2 separate regions of the Capra hircus genome follow, and region 2 is linked to region 1. The links are chromatin contacts, called in public Hi-C maps. All regions are on one chromosome and are shown on one strand. The core of a region is the stretch at or near the end of the contact, and the rest is flanking DNA. Distances in the headings are between cores, read along the strand shown.

What was found. A called contact is a pair of places that touch in the nucleus more often than the background predicts.
Region 2: a contact with region 1 is called in a Hi-C map of blood, with 5 times the contacts expected there. The contact joins the promoter of C22H3orf18 here to the enhancer-like site in region 1. A contact is called at or near these places in 2 of 5 Hi-C or Micro-C datasets (both in blood).

Annotation. Positions count from the first base shown.
Region 1 is chr22:49,469,964-49,477,525 of ARS1.2, reverse strand. It overlaps DOCK3 (dedicator of cytokinesis protein 3), which reads left to right. Exons shown (of 54, transcript XM_018038222.1): 50 at 3,343-3,461; 51 at 4,626-4,713. Among named protein-coding and RNA genes, the nearest start is that of MANF, 10 kb to the right of the region's middle. Within about 2 kb of position 4,390, at least 1 of the 5 cell types and tissues checked has an H3K27ac peak or open chromatin away from gene starts, as enhancers often do.
Region 2 is chr22:49,868,555-49,876,116 of ARS1.2, reverse strand. C22H3orf18 reads right to left here and starts at 3,650. Exons shown (of 5, transcript XM_005695919.3): 1 at 3,371-3,650; 2 at 1,390-1,751. The coding sequence starts at 1,623. It overlaps HEMK1 (hemK methyltransferase family member 1), which reads left to right and starts at 4,813. Exons shown (of 11, transcript XM_005695916.3): 1 at 4,813-5,206; 2 at 7,271-7,562. The coding sequence starts at 7,445.

The DNA of each region.
Region 1 (7,562 bases), core at 3,141-5,640:
GTCAGTTGTGCCCGTCCGCCGGGAGTTCAGCTGAGGCTGTCAACCTGAGTCCCTATGTCACTTGAGCTTCTCACAGCATGCAGCTGACTTGCCCAGAGCAAGCATTCCAAGACACCCAGGCAAAAGCTGCAAGGCTTCTTACTCCCAGCCTTGGAAGTCCCAGAACATCCTTTTTGCCACATTCTGTCAGTTGATCCCATCACTAAGGCCAACCCAAATAGCAGGGTAAAGAATAAGACTGCACCTTTTGATGCGAGGGTGACGTGTGTGTTTTAGGGAGGGAAGGCATCGATCGTCACCATCTCTGGAGATAAGCTATCATGATGGCCAAACTCCAGAATATCATATAATGAAAGCCTGATACAAAAGTAAACCAAATGGTTAACTAGGTGGTAGTTGGTGGTTTAGTCACCAAGTCGTGTCTGACTCTTGCGACCCCATGGGCTGTAGCCTGCCAGGACCCTCTGTCCATGGCATTCTCCAGGCAAGAAGACTGGAGTGGGTTGCCATTTCCTTCTCCAGGCGGTCTTCCCGACAAGGGACTGAACCCATGCCTCCTGTATTGGCCCTGGGAGGCCCAAAACGTGGTAGGCACAGTAGTAGGCGCACTGGGAGCACAGAAGAAATGGGCTGGCCCACGCTCGGGTTTGTGTCTGATGTTACAGATGAGGGGAGGGCTCTCATGGAGAAAGTGCTCCAGAGAGTCCTTTCCGTTGGAGTCACTTTCCCCACTCCCAGGAGTGGTCATGACACCAGTAGCTTCCTTGCCGTGCCCGTTGATGTTCTGCAGTGGTTCTTGCTTTGGAAACCTTCAAGGTGAATGGCCTGCAAGGCTCGGTCTTGTAAGTCGGCAGCGCCCCCTGGTGGTCAAAAGGCTGAGCGAGGCTAGGAGATTTTGATTGAACATTGAATAAATTCAGGACTTTCCTGGTGGCTCAGACGGTAAAGCCTACAATGTGGGAGACGGGGGTTTGATCCCTGGATCGGGACGATCCTTTGAAAAAGGAAATGGCAACCCACTCCAGTACTCTTGCCTGGAAAATCCATGGACGGAGGAGCCTAGTGGGCTACAGTCCATGGGGTTGCAAAGAGTTGGACACGACTGAGTGACTAAACTTTCTTTCTTTTCTTTGAATATACTCACTCATGCTGGGGACTCAGCCTCCCTGAGGTTCACCAGACTACAACTGAAATAGTTTGGAAGTCCTGTGATGCAGAAGCCCTTGTGGTATTTAAATGTTTTCCTGAAAAGTAGCCACCACTCTCACCTACTGTGGTTTTGGCCACCTAGGGAAAACAGCAGTGGGAAGGAAGCTAGAGTTGGAAAATCTAATGTTTGCACAGAGCACCTGTCAGCCCCTGGGGCTGGGTGCTGCCCTCAAGCCTCACCCTGCAGCACGTATCAGGATGTTGAGTACTCAGATCCAGGGTTGGCCTGGTGAGCCAGACCGTGAGCTCTGTCAAGTCAGGGACCAGGGCCAAGCTGAGCAGGGCAGCATACCATGTTCCAGCCACGTGCCTGGTATAGGATGGGTATGTGACATGAGTTGGCTGCCTCTCTGCACGCTATGTGTGGGCAGCCCTGTCCAGGGCTGTGGCCAACAAGATCCAGGGAGCTTTCAGAGTTTCTTGCTGCGAAGGCACTGTGAAAATCAGTGGGAGGAACCCTTTTCTTTTTTTCTTTACACAGCCATCTTTTTGAGATTGCCTCAGAGCACAAGTTCTGAAAAAAAATATTGATAGGGGAGAAAAATCACCAAATAGTAGAAATTCAGGCCTAGTTTCTTTTTTTCTTTTTTTTAAATAAAGCATAGTTTACTCATTCCCTTATCAATGAAGGATAGTTTTTAAAACCAGGCCTTAAAGCCAGTTCTGAGGCTCTACAAACAGTATCACTCAGACCAGCTATGGAGGAAGTTTACGTTAATAATAGCTGCATTATTGGTTTTTAGTATGCTGACTTCTTCAACATACTTAAGCCTCATCTTTGGGACTAAAATGAGTATTTAAAAGGCATTTCTCAAGAATTCCTGGCCACCTTTTTAGTTGTGCCCTGACAGTGCCTAGAGGGCACCCCGACAGGAAGGCCCACACAAAGCCTGTAGAGCTGCAGGTTCACCTCTCAGATCACAGGGGGAGTTCACCCACTTGAACCAGCCAGAGGCTGCCAGGCTTCCAGTGGACAAGTCGACAGCACTGGGGTCCAGGTGACCTTCCCACAAGGGATCCGGAAGACCCCACTAGTTTGACATGGACATGCCGCTGTCTGGAACAATAAGTGATGCACATTTGGAGGGCCTTCTAAATTATATATTCCTAAGGGAAGCCTGCAAGTTTTTTCTCAACACTTCTGTGGAAGGTCCCTTTGAGGACCACCAGTTGACAGGTTACTGGGCGTGTAACCATGGCCTGCATCGATGGGGACTAAGCCACACCACATCTGGCTTCCGTAACAGCCCCTCAGTCCTGTCCAGTTCAGTTCAGTTCAGTCGCTCAGTCGTGTCTGACTCTTTGCGACCCCATGAATCACAGCACGCCAGGCCTCCCTGTCCATCACCATCTCCCGGAGTTCACTCAGACTCACTTCCATAGAGCATGAACCAAGTCAACTTAGGAGCCTGGGTTAAGGTCCCACAAGTCCCAGAGTAGCTCCATGACTCCCGAGTTCACTGTAGGGCAAGTCTCAGAGTGAGGAACCCTGGAGAGCCCCCTGTGTGCAGGGCCCTGGGCCCTGAGCCGCTTGGGCTGAGTCTGCAGTATGATGGCCAGGAAGGCAGAGGCCAGGCACAGGAGGCCTGGAATCTGGGGAAAGGTGGAAGGGGCCAGCTGAGACAGGGCCAGTGGTGTCTGGAGAAGGTAAGTGTGTGGAAACTATGTCCAGTAAGAACTGTGCCTTTCTGTTACCTGAGTGTGTGTGTTTCTGTGTGATGGCTCCATTGCAAGCTAGCCTGGGCCCATGCCTGGGCCCCGAGAGAGCCCAGCACCCAGGCCACCCCCATTTCCCCTGAGTGCCGGAGACGCAGGACTCCTAGGGCCCCAACTCCAACTCCCAGCTCTCCTCATGATCTGCCCCTGAGCAGGGACGGGGCCGCGTCAGCGAGTCCACATCACCCCAGTCTGCAGTGTGCCTGCCTCGGCTGGGATGCCCAGTGCAGCCCCCTCACCACCACCACCACCCAACCACCAGGCTCCACTTCATTCCTCCTGTGCTTGCCGAGCGCATCCTCACCCCAGCTGCAAGGGGACACCGACCCTGGGTCACTGGCTCCCTGGGATGCATGCCCTCTGGGCCCTCCATCTGTGGCGTGTCATCTGTGCGTGATTGTTCTCACTTGGTTACAGGCTCTCCCTCTCTGCCAGATAAGTACCGCCACGCCCGGGAAATGATGCTGCTGCTGCCCACACACCGGGACCGCCCAAGCAGCGCCATGTATCCAGCAGCCATCATGGAGAATGGACAGGTAACGGAGCCAGCCTGCTGACTGCCCTTTGCTGCAACTGTGCTGGCCTGAGCTCCCCTCATTGCACTTGCTGGGCTTTCTGCATTGCCCATGCCTCCCTCACACTGCCGTGAAGACCCTCCTGGATGGGAGCAGCAGTGAATGTGGAGACCAGCATCTGTGCTCAGTCCAGATGGAGTACAGCTATGGGTAGAGTGGCAGTGGGGTTGGACCCACCACTGTCTGTGGCTGTCTGTTCTTCTGGCCAGCGTCCTGAACTCCTCATCTAAAACACAACCTGGCAGAGAAAACTGGTTCTTTTCTGTCCAGAGAAGGCAGTGGCAGACATGGGTCTAGAGACTGGCCTTCCTCCGTGTGTGCATGAAGGACATCCCCACAGGGGCAAGCTCTGCCTCTTCCATTCATCCGTCCATCTGTTTGTCCATCCGTCCGCCCAAAGCCCCTCTCTTCCCGTCAGGACCCTCCCCACACCATTTGCAGAGCTCTGCAGATGTCCCGTATGGGGCCTTGAACAAGAAGCTGCAGTGACTAGCTCCTTCCCCCATCCAGTCTGCCCTGCCCTTCTCTCAGGGGCCATGAGAGTCACCTCCAGTGACTGTTACCCAGTCCCAGAGTGCCAGGACCTTCTCAGCTCCCTGTGCCTGGGCAGCCCTGCCAGGTGGAAAGAACAGGTCTGCCTGGCAGCTACCCATGGAACAGCGGGTCATGTCTGTGACCTCAGGCCTGAGTGCTGCCCTTCCCCTCACACGGGCCTGTGCGCACGGGGCGTCTCCAGGAGGCCAAACCTGCCAGTCTCAGGGGTGCAAGGGGTCCCCATATCCTTCCTACCCGTGGGTCTCTTGGCAGGACAGAAGGATGCAGTTAGATGCCCTCAGGAGCTTGTGTCCTCCTTGTTGGCCATGTGCAGGACAGCCTGGAGCCCAGCCAGGCCCGGGGGCGGTGGGGGAGCCCCAGACATTGCACAGTTGCACAGGGCAGGACTCGGAGCCAGACAGCATGGACAGTTTTCCAACCAGCCTGACATTTGCAGCGCATCTCAAGCATGAGCTGTCCCACTGCTTTGATTGTCCTGGTCTAGTCCTAGAATGCCCTGGCTCCTGGGGCCCATGACGCCCCCAAGATGTAACTGATTGTTGTCAGTTGATACTTTTCTCCTTCCCTCAGCTGCCAAACTTCCAGCGGGCCTTGTTCCAGCAAGTGGTTGGACCCTGCAAACCCTGCAGTGATCCCAATCTGTCTGTGGCCGAAAAAGGTACGATTCTTCTTCCCAGGTGGCCTCCTCTCCTGTCTGTCCCCATCCTGAGCATCTGACTCTTGTCCCTGAGCACCAGCTGGCCAAGGCTGAGCCATGCTTTTAACACTCAGGCCATTCTGTCTGTCCAGAGTCCTGACCAGTTCCTCTGTTCATTACTTAACCCATGTTTGGCTTGATGCTGAGGTCTAGATATTGTTTGTATCTCCGGCTCCCCAGGACCCACCCTCTGAGACGCCCCAGCTGTCACCTGCCCTGAGCTCACCTTCATGGAAACTCAGTGGGCACCCACTCCCCAGGGCGCCTCCCCACCAGCCCCAGAATTCAGCAGGCCCTGTGGATTTGGTCCCTCTCCACTCAGGCCCACAGGGACCTCTCCTTGTTGTTCAGAGGAGGCCTGTGGCCAAGCACATCCACAAGAATAATGAGAAGGGACAGGTCATGGCAAAGTGAATTTCCCAGAGACAGTCCCAGGCACCCTGTGGGACTTCAGTCCTCCTGTAGCCACCCAGGCCCGCAATAGCTGAGCATCCTTTTTCCACGCTGCAAGTCCATCAGCTGTACCATGAAACCAGGCAGTACTTAGAACAGAGGCTGGTTACAGAGAGTGGAGTTCTACTCTACGTTCTGCTCCAGCCAACTGATGGAAGAACCAGACTTGGGCCCATATAACCCCAGCCCAAAGTCCCAGACATGGAGACCTGAGTTCCGTTTAACACAGGACAGTGCCCGTGTGGGGCCTATGCCCAGCCCACCTGCCACACACAACCGGGCTGAGCCTATCCGCCCCACTCCCTGCAGGTTCCCCTCTCCTCCACCTGGCAAGTTTAGGGCACTCTTGGTCCCTAGCATTGCAACCTGTTGGCCCATCAGGACGTGTCCCTCCAAAGCCATTGTCATGTCATCACACCTCCTCACCACGTGCCGTCTGCTGTCCCCACTGTCACTGCTCCTCCTCTGCTCAGCATGGAGGACGCACCTCCGCGTCGTATTTGAGAACACACCCGCATTCCACAACCTCAGTGCCTGGGAGGCCTCAGCACCTGGTGCTCGACCACAGTGGGCATGGAGATAAGATTCTGGCTGAAGACGCCTTCCTAGCCTCAGAGTTGCACATCCCCAAAACACGTGGCTTTCCTGGACCCCTGCACTTGTGCCCCCAAACCGAGTGCTCCTGTGGCCTTGAGGGCTGGGAACCACAGCGGCTTCTCTTTGCCGGAGTTGTGGAGCAGTCGCAGATCTAGCTGAGAGCAGAGACGGGCTCAGAGCTCAAGTGGGTGCTGGCAGCCAGACCAAGACCTGACGCCCGCCAGACCCAGAAGAGCTTCAGGCTTCAGACCAAGCTGCAGCAAGGAGCTGGATACGCCCACCCGCCAAGTGTGGGGAGCAAAGAGGGTTGTCTCAAAGCAAAGGCTGAGCCCAGAGCAAGCCCATTTGAGCCACAGGGCCAGAGCTTAGTGGGCAGAGAGCTAGACATTTGCCTTGGGGGACCCAGTGCCACAGTCATAACTGCCCAGGTCTCTGCTGCTCCTCCAGAGCAGGAGCTGTGTGCTCTTGTCACCATTCTCTCATCGTCGGGATCTCGAGTCCCCTGATGGCTCCACGTCTCATTTTACGGATCTCTCTTTCCCAGGCAGTGACTCCCAGACCAGGCCAGTTGACCCTCGAGGCTGCTGTGCACAGGGGACCTCAGACTGGTGGTGGTCCACAGCAGAGAGAGAAAAGGCCAGGACACAGGCGGCATCTGCGCTCTTCTCCTAGGATAGGTGCAGCATCTGAGATTCTCCACCAGCCCGTGCGCTGGTGTGTGTTCACGCGTGCTCTCACGTCTGCAGCCCCACGGACTAGCCCACCAGGCTCCTCTGTCCACAGGATTTTTCAGGCGAGAATACTGGAGTGGGTTGCGTTTCCTTCTCCAGGGGATCTTCGCGACCCAGGGATCGAACCATGCATCTCCTGCATTGGCAGGCAGGTTCTTTACCACTGAGCCACCCAGGAAGCCCTGGTGCTGTATGGCAGAGGTTCACTGGCCTCACTGGTCAACAGGAGGCCGAGGGCAGGCTGGATGATTTCTGGTCGACGTGGAGTGGCTCTGGCAGGTGCCTTTCGTAAACCACTGCAGCCTTGCCAGCTTTCTTCCCCTCTAGCATTCCTGCCCGGTTTCCTTTGAGCTCTTGTGGGTGAATTTGTGCAGTCCTGCTGTTCTTCTAGGGCCAGGATGTGCATATGAGAATTCAGGCTGTCAGAGCCCCTTTGGGGAAGCTGCCCAGACCTGCCTCCAAGCTTCTTACTCCTCGAGGTGTGATGGCTTTCTGTGGAGATGGAACTTTTCCTTTTCCGGAGAGGGTGCCTTAGTGCTGAGGACCGGGAAGCTCCTGCCACATCTTGGGGAGAGCTTGTATGAGAGTAGGCCTGTCCTGGTCTCAGGGTGGTTCAGGCTCTCCGGGGAAGGCTTTCCGGTGGAATCCATCTGGCACTCACCAGAGTCAGAACGAATGCCTGTCCACCCAGTCACTGCCGCCTCCCCCCTCCACCCCCACCGCTGTCAGCCAGTCCATGAGACTGAGCCACGCTCCTGAGATGTGAGGCTGCGAGGCAGCCGAGTTCGAGCCTGACGTTCTTCACCAGTGAGGAGGACCAGGATGGACGTCTCCCACTACCTCATCCTTCGACCATGTGGGGCCCAGCCCCTGCTGGCCACATCCTCCTCAAAGGCCAGGCTCCTTCCTTCCCAGGGCCTCTCAGGTGCCCTTTAGGCCCTGGCATTGCATTCCCCACTCAGGCCCTGGAGTGGGAAAAGCCCAGTCCCCACCTTCCTCAACGCCCCCTTTAGCTGTGACTGCCTCAAA
Region 2 (7,562 bases), core at 2,401-4,900, 400 kb before region 1:
TCTTTGGGTCTAGCCCCTGCTTTATCCCTGACGTTCTGGTGGCTCTGCCTGTTTAACCACCACGTGGGTGCCAAACATTGGCCTTTTGCCTTGCCCCTGCCCCAGAAGCCTGTGCAGGCCCTGGCCTTGCTCTGTGTGCTATGTCCTGGCCCTGCCTGCTGGACAGCAGTTGCTCCCTGGCAGCGATCCGGAGCCTGTGGGGCCCATATGGTAACCATGGTTTACCAGCAGCTCCAGCCATGATGGACCATCCACAGCCCTATTTGTCAGAGCAACATGCTCCTAGGTCTTAGGCCGGCTGTCAGAGCTCGTGAGGGGCAGCAGGCCAAATGCCACCATTGCTGGGCCTGCTGGGGGACCTACAGTGCACCCCTGCCCTTCCAGGTTTCAGCTTACACAATCTCCCTGGTGACATTCTGAGTGTCCATGCATCATCTTAAAGAGGGAGTCCATGTCTTTTTTTTTTTGGCTGCAGGATCTTAGTTCCCAACCAGGGACTGAACCCAGGACCATGGCAGTGAAAGCACCAAGTCCTAACCACTGGACCACAGGGAATTCCCAAGGGAGAGACCATATTTTCAGCGCCAGATCCCAGATCTGGAAGCACTGTATCCACTCTCAGAGGGACACCTGGAGCCTCAGCCCAGCTCATCTCTGCCCTGATCCTGGTCCGACTCTGCCCTTCCTGTGACACTGGGGCCAGGTCTCCACTGTGAGGTCTCAGCCCTAATGTCGCCTCCTCAGCTGTCCCTGACCACCAGTCTAGGAAGGCCCCCAATCCCCACCCAGTTCCCCAAGCCAGTCTGTATGGGCTACCCTTGGCACCTTTGGTTGTATTTATCTCTCACTCCCTGTAAGAACTGCAGAACCTTTTCTCCCTCATCCCTGTGGTCCTGAAGGCTTGATCCAGGGCAAGTGCCCATGAAATAACTGCCAAGTGAATGAATGAACACTGCCAGCACGCTGCTGTGCCCAGAGCATCCTATCCAGACCCTGCAGCCCATGATCTTTCCCAATTATCTTCTGGCCTCTACTCCTGTAAGGCCCCCATGCTCACTTGCCTCGCTGTCCTGCTCACTGCTCACAGAGCCTGCTGTCTGCTTCCACACTTCTGCCCATCAAGACCCTCCATCTGAAACATCTGAAACATCCTCCACCCCAACTCCTACATGGCCTTCACGACCTAGCTTTTTTTTCTTTTTCTTCTGATTGGAGGCAGCCCCTCTGGTCTCTGGGCCCCCATATAAACAAATCCTTCGGAAAGGGAAGGATTGTACTATCACTAACAGACCATTGCGTTCTGACTAGATTCTCTAAAATCTAACCGCTGATCACCCTTCTGCCAAGTGACAGCCATGCGGGCCAACCCCAGTCTGCCCCAGCTCTCACCATGGCCACAGTCAGGCCGATGACGGTGATGATCCCGAAGGACAGAAGCATTGTGCCCACGCCGGCGGTGCCACCAGCCACGTCAGGGATTCTGGTGTCATTAAAGCTGGTGGCTTCTGGGCTGAGGGTGGTGGTCTCGGAAGCTGGCCCGTCTGAGGCAGGCTCCAGGTCAGACTCGGAGGTGGGTGGGCGGCTGCTGATCCAGCCCCGAGCAGATGGGATCCTGGAGTCCATGCTGATGCTGAGAGACTGCTTGTGGTCAGCCAACCTGCCCACTCACTTTTGACACCGGGGGTGTCCCAACCTATGGCCCCCACTACCCATACAGGGGGCCACGTCCTTGAAAGGGAGCTCCGTGGGTGCTGGAAAGAAAAAAAAAAAAAAACAGGAGGCTAAGGACAGGACTCTGTGGTGAGACGAAGTTCCCCTAAGTTCTGAAGGCACAGGGGAAATCAAAGTTTGAGGGCAAGGGAAAGTTCAGGGACCATCGGGATATGTCTTCATATACTATAGATCCCACTTGCATTTAGGGACATGAAAATGAAGCCCTGCCCCCTCTTTGTGGGTAAGATGATCACAGTGATCATACTTGGAAAATCTGAAAGGTAGTGGGGAGGCTTGAAAGAAAAAGTCCACTCTCCACCCCAGCCCCTACTCCCCACACTCTTCAACTTCATACGTCCTGCTCCCCGCCCCCCCCACCATCCCTCACCTCCTGCTTGGAGAAAAAAAAAAAAAAACAAAACTGCAGCTTTTTCCTTGCACAATGATCAGACAAGCCTGTCTGTGAATTCTGGTTCAAGCTACTTAACTGAGTGACCCTAGGCAAGTCAACCACCTCTCCCTGTCTCAGTTTCCCTGAGTCTAAGCTGTAGGCATTAAGGGCACCTCCCTCACAGAAAGGGTGAGAGGGTCACTGACATATCAGAATGAAGTAGTCCCTAGAAATGACTTAGCTCAGCACAACCCTTATCCCACAGTAAGCACCCAGTAAGTGTAAGCTCTTCTCACTCTGGTCACTCCATTTGGGAAAGGGGGGCCACAGAAGCCCCTGCACCCACTCTGCTGTGTGTCATCCAGCCCGTGCTTGGAAGGAGGGCAGGGACAGGTGTGGCAAGGCCAGAAGACAAGAAGGAGAGAAAGGAGTAATTCAGGGCCTCTGATGGGCTTTCTCTGTAGGCTCTTGGGTCCCTGGACCCCTACAGGGGAGACAGAGGCTGCCAGGGACCAGGAGACAGTCAAGGAGAGTGAATCTTCAGAGGTAAGAATGGAGCTCCCACTCTGAGATGACTTCTCCTACCCCTCCCTCTTCCCTTGGGAGCAGAGGGTGGGCGATATGCCCAGTCCAGCCTGTGACTTTGGCCTTCCCAGGCCAAAAGGCCCTGGATAAGACGGAGTGGGAAGAAGTCCCAGCCAAACTGCAGAAAGGCAGGCCTAGGGAGAGGAGGACTGCACAGATCATGGCTGCACACACACGCTGTGCGCCAGCTCATGGGTATATGTGGGATGCCTCCCATGTGGGTGCATGGGTGTGTGTGAGGTGGGCACACACACCCAGGATGGCCCCTTAGGAAGGGGCAAGGCTGGCACAGAAACACGGGATGGGAGAGGCTCATCGCCGCTCTCTGTCCTCTGCCTCTAGGTAGGCTGGGCTTGTCGGGAGTCCCAGGTTCTTTCTTGGTTCTGCCACTGACTCCGAGATGTGACCTTGGGCCAGACCCTTAACACTTGCTCTGGGGCTCTGTTTATTTTTCCTTCCAAAGGAGGGAAAGGGCCCTGCTCATCACTGTTCAGGACTGCCTCATGTTCCAAAGGGCAAGAGAAGGAATCGGGGAGGAAAAGGGTTGGGCGCTACGACCTCCGAGAACCCACATACCGTTCTCCACCAGGTTCATCATTCCTCGCTACTCCAATCCCCATCCCCACCTTCGTCCCTCTGATTCCTCCATTCTTGCACAGAAGCGGCGACCTCAGCACTTACTTAATCCTCTCTGGGACGCCGAGCTCAGCCGGAGAGGTTAGGGGTGGTGGCGACCGGCAGGAGGCGGGGGCAAGGTTGGGGGGGAGACCCCCCAGGTCCTAGGGTAGGGGGCGGCGGGTCCGACCCGAGGTCCGCCCTCCCTGGGTGGACCTCCTGGGCTGTGCCTGTGACGTCGCACCGCCCACAGCCGAGCGCTAGCTCTGCCAGCCTGGACAGGGACAGGCCCGGCCGGGACCCACCGCGGGGGTGGGGCTGAGGCCAGCAGCCTAGCGTCTCCGCGATGCTCCAGCTATTCTCCTCCCTGCCAGCCCCGCGCCCCCGGCCTCGGATTGGCTGTCAGGCCCAGAGCCGGCTCTGCATTGGTCCGCTGGCCTGCCGCTCAGATCTGGCTCTGCCCCCAGCAAGAGCGGGAGCTGGGTCGCAGTTGTTGCAGACCACTGCTCATTCTCCCTGGCCCATGTAGAATCGCGCGGGGGACTGTGGGCGGCCAGGCCTTTCTTAAGGACAGAACTCTGGCCACCGGCTAGCCCAGGCTTCACCTCCACCCGGACAGACTCGCGCTCCCCAAATGCAGGTGGGCGCAGGTTTGGGGAGAGCACCAAGCTAGGAGTCCTTGAGCCAGCGTTGAACTCTGGCTTGACGCTCTACTAGCTTGGTGAACTAGAGCAAGATGCTTCTCCTCCCTGGCTCTCAGCTTCCTGTTCAGATGGGCTCTGGTGTGAGGGCTGTTGGCAAACGGTACCCACCTCTGGCTAGAAATGAGGCATCTTTCAGAGAAATAGGGAGATGGGATGGTATTATTATTGGAGAGGAATTACTGGGCACCTGGACCCAGGAAAACCTATATATACCCCTCCATCCAGAGTGCGATCACCTCTACAATGAGGAGCTTTCAGATACCTTCTAATTCTCAGGTTTTCATAGGAACTTATGGGGATCGCTTTTTAATAGCTTGTTACAGATACAGATCCCCGGGTCTGGGACGGAGCCTCGGAAACTGTATGTTTAACAGTAGTTTAGTCAACAGTGATCTAGTTAACAATAGACTCGAGGGCAGAGGGGAGTGGCATTGGCAGGCCACACTTGAGAGACCCTGCCATGAATTTTATAAGAGGAACTGAGGCACACAGAGAGGACCTGGACAAAGCCCCCCACCCCGATGAGTAAGGATTCAAACCCTGGTCTACTAATACTTCCAATTTAGAGCTGCCTGCTCCAAACCCTAAAACGGGGTTAGAGGGTCAAGAGCGGCCCTGGGGTCCAGTCGCCACCTGGTGCTGGACACTGGTCCTGTCCAGGTCCTGAACACTGGATGCCACTCCTCAAGTTAGTGCCCGCCCCCAACACTGGGCTACACCCACGTGCCGCTCTACCCGTACAAGGTCTATGTTAGGCCACGCCCCTGCGCATAGCGCCCGATCCCTTGAACTCCTGGCCAGCTGATGACACGCCTCCTTTCGGGCGGCCTACACAACTCCGGAGTCGGTACCAGACACCGCAGGCTAAAGCCGTATTCCTGCTGTGACCTTCAGGAAGACTGGGGAGCAACCTTAACACAACGCCACCCTTTCCCACCGTGCGCCTGCGAAATAGTGTGCAAGGCTTTCATACCCACCCCGCCGCCACTGGCCCGCAGGGGCGTCCGAGGTGCAACCCAGCGGCTCTAGGAACCCTGGAGCTGGTCGACGGAATCCACCCGAGCCCTTTCTCAGTTGAACCAACCCCGGAAGCAGAGCCTCTCGGGAGGGCGCTCACATCCGGGTTATGCACATCCGGGAGCCGAACCCGCGGCAGTTTCTTCAGGGTGGCGGGAGAGTGGAGTAACCTATTAGAAAGGTATGAGCAACACCCTCGAGACGTCGAGTTCTTCAGAGTGCTGGTAGCCTTCCTCAGAAAGTCTGTGTCCCCGTTGTACAGATGGAGAAACAGGCTTGGTTAGAGGCAGTCTTTCCGTGAGAACTGGGAGGGAAGAAGCTGCGCCTGACTTCAGGCCTCCCCTGCTCCTTGGGCCGCACTCTGGTAGTCAGAGCTGCCTCAGCAGTCCGAAGGATTTGTGCCTTGCCTGGAACGGTTACTAGCTGGGTAGCTTTGGGCAGGTTGCTTCCCGTCCGCAGTCTTTTTTTCCTTGCTGCTTGTCTCTAAAGAGCGGCACCTAACAGTTGTTCAATAAAAGCTAGTTTGAAACCAGGTCTTTGTAAGAGGAAAGGAAGCCACTGATTTGAAATCTTCAGCTAAATGTGTTGGTGATATGTAATATAATTTGTGATATATAATATATATATTTTAATATAAAGTTAACAAAAATTGTCATCTAAAAGTTATTTATTTGTGTCTTTATTTTTGTTTCCGTTGGGTCCTGGGTCTTCCTTGTTGTACTCAGGCTTTCTCTTGTTTCAGTGGAGGGGGGGAGCTTCTCATTGTGGTGGCTTCTTTTGTTGCCGAGCACAGGCTCTCGGGCGTGCGGGTTTCAGTAGTTGTGGTTCGTTGGCTTAGTTGGCCCATGGCATGAGAGATCTTCCCTGACCAGGGATTGAACCTGTGTCCGCTGCACTGGCTGGCGGATTCCAAACCACTGGACCACCAGGGAGGTCCAACAAATTGTCAGATTTTTAGTTGGCAGTTTATGCTGGTGTTTAGGACCATGGGTTAAATTGGGTGGAGGGATGATTTTCAGCATACCAGTCAACGATGTGTATATGTGCTAAATCTCTTTGTGTCCAACTCTTTGTGACCCTGTGGACTGTTATCTGGCAGGCTCCTCTGTTCATGGGATTCTCCAGGCAAGAATACTGGAGTGGGCTGCCCTGCGCTCCTCCAGGGGGTCTTCCCAACGCAGGGATCCAACCTGCGCCTCTTACATCTCCAACATTGGCAGGCAGGTTCTTTACCACTAGCTCCACCTGGGAAGCCCGCAAATCAATGACAGTACATGCTAAATGTCGGAAGCAAAACTCCCAGGCAAAAGCAGTCTTCTCCCCTAGTAATACTAGTTAAGAGCATTGACTCCCTCTGTGTGTTGAGATGCCTCCCAGGCCCTTGACATTCATTGATTGAGGCACTGCTCATCAGGGAGTTTGTGTTATTTCTTTCCTCTCCTGTATGGAGGAGGAAATTAAAGCTCAGAAATAGTGAGTTTCCCAAGGTCACATTCTCTGGGTCAAATAGATCTCTCCAAGCCTGAAGCCTGCCAGCCCATTTATTATCAGGGACTGAACCATGGATTCAGATCACTTGAGCCAAAGACCTGAAGAAAATATCACTGACCAAGGCAAGAAAATTCAAATAGGTGGGTGAGGGTATAAAATGGAGTCAGTTCAGTTCAGTCACTCAGTCATGTCCGACTCTTTGCAACCCCATGAATCGCAGCACGCCAGGCCTCCCTGTCCATCACCAACTCCTGGAGTTCGCTCAGACTCACGTCCATCGAGTCAGTGATGCCATCCAGCCCTCTCATCCTCTGTCGTCCCCTTCTCCTGCCCCCAATCCCTCCCAGCATCAGAGTCTTTTCCAATGAGTCAACTCTTCGCATGAGGTGGCCAAAGTACTGGAGTTTGAGCTTTAGCATCATTCCTGCCAAAGAAATCCCAGGGCTGATCTCCTTCAGAATGGACTGGTTGGAGCTCCTTGCAGTCCAAGGGACTCTCAAGAGTCTTCTCCAACACCACAGTTCAAAAGCATCAATTCTTCAGCGCTCAGCCTTCTTCACAGTCCAACTCTCACATCCATACATGACCACAGGAAAAACCATAGCCTTGACTAGACGGACCTTAGTCGGCAAAGTAATGTCTCTGCTTTTGAATATAGGGAACAGCAAAGTATGCCCTCTCACAGGCAACAGGTCAGAGAAGAGTGAGTCCTGCGAGGCTCAGCTGCTGCTCTGATTCTCCTTCCCTATTCCAGGGCAGCCGCATCTGAGGACCAGCCATACTGAGGACCCAGAGCCTGTGATCACTCCATCTCCTTCCAGCTGAGGCCAGTCACCATTCTCAGCAGCTGACATCACAAGAAAGACTTGGGCATCTCGGGGAAGTACTCAAGGGATCCTTTCCCTGAGACGTGGAGCATCAGGGCAGAATGCTGAGGGCCCTCCTCTCTGGCCTGGGGTGGAGGAAAGGCATTTGGGGCTGCGCCTTCAGCTCATGGCAACCCCATCAGCCTCCGGCTGGGTTGTTGAGTGCCACTGAAGTGGTCA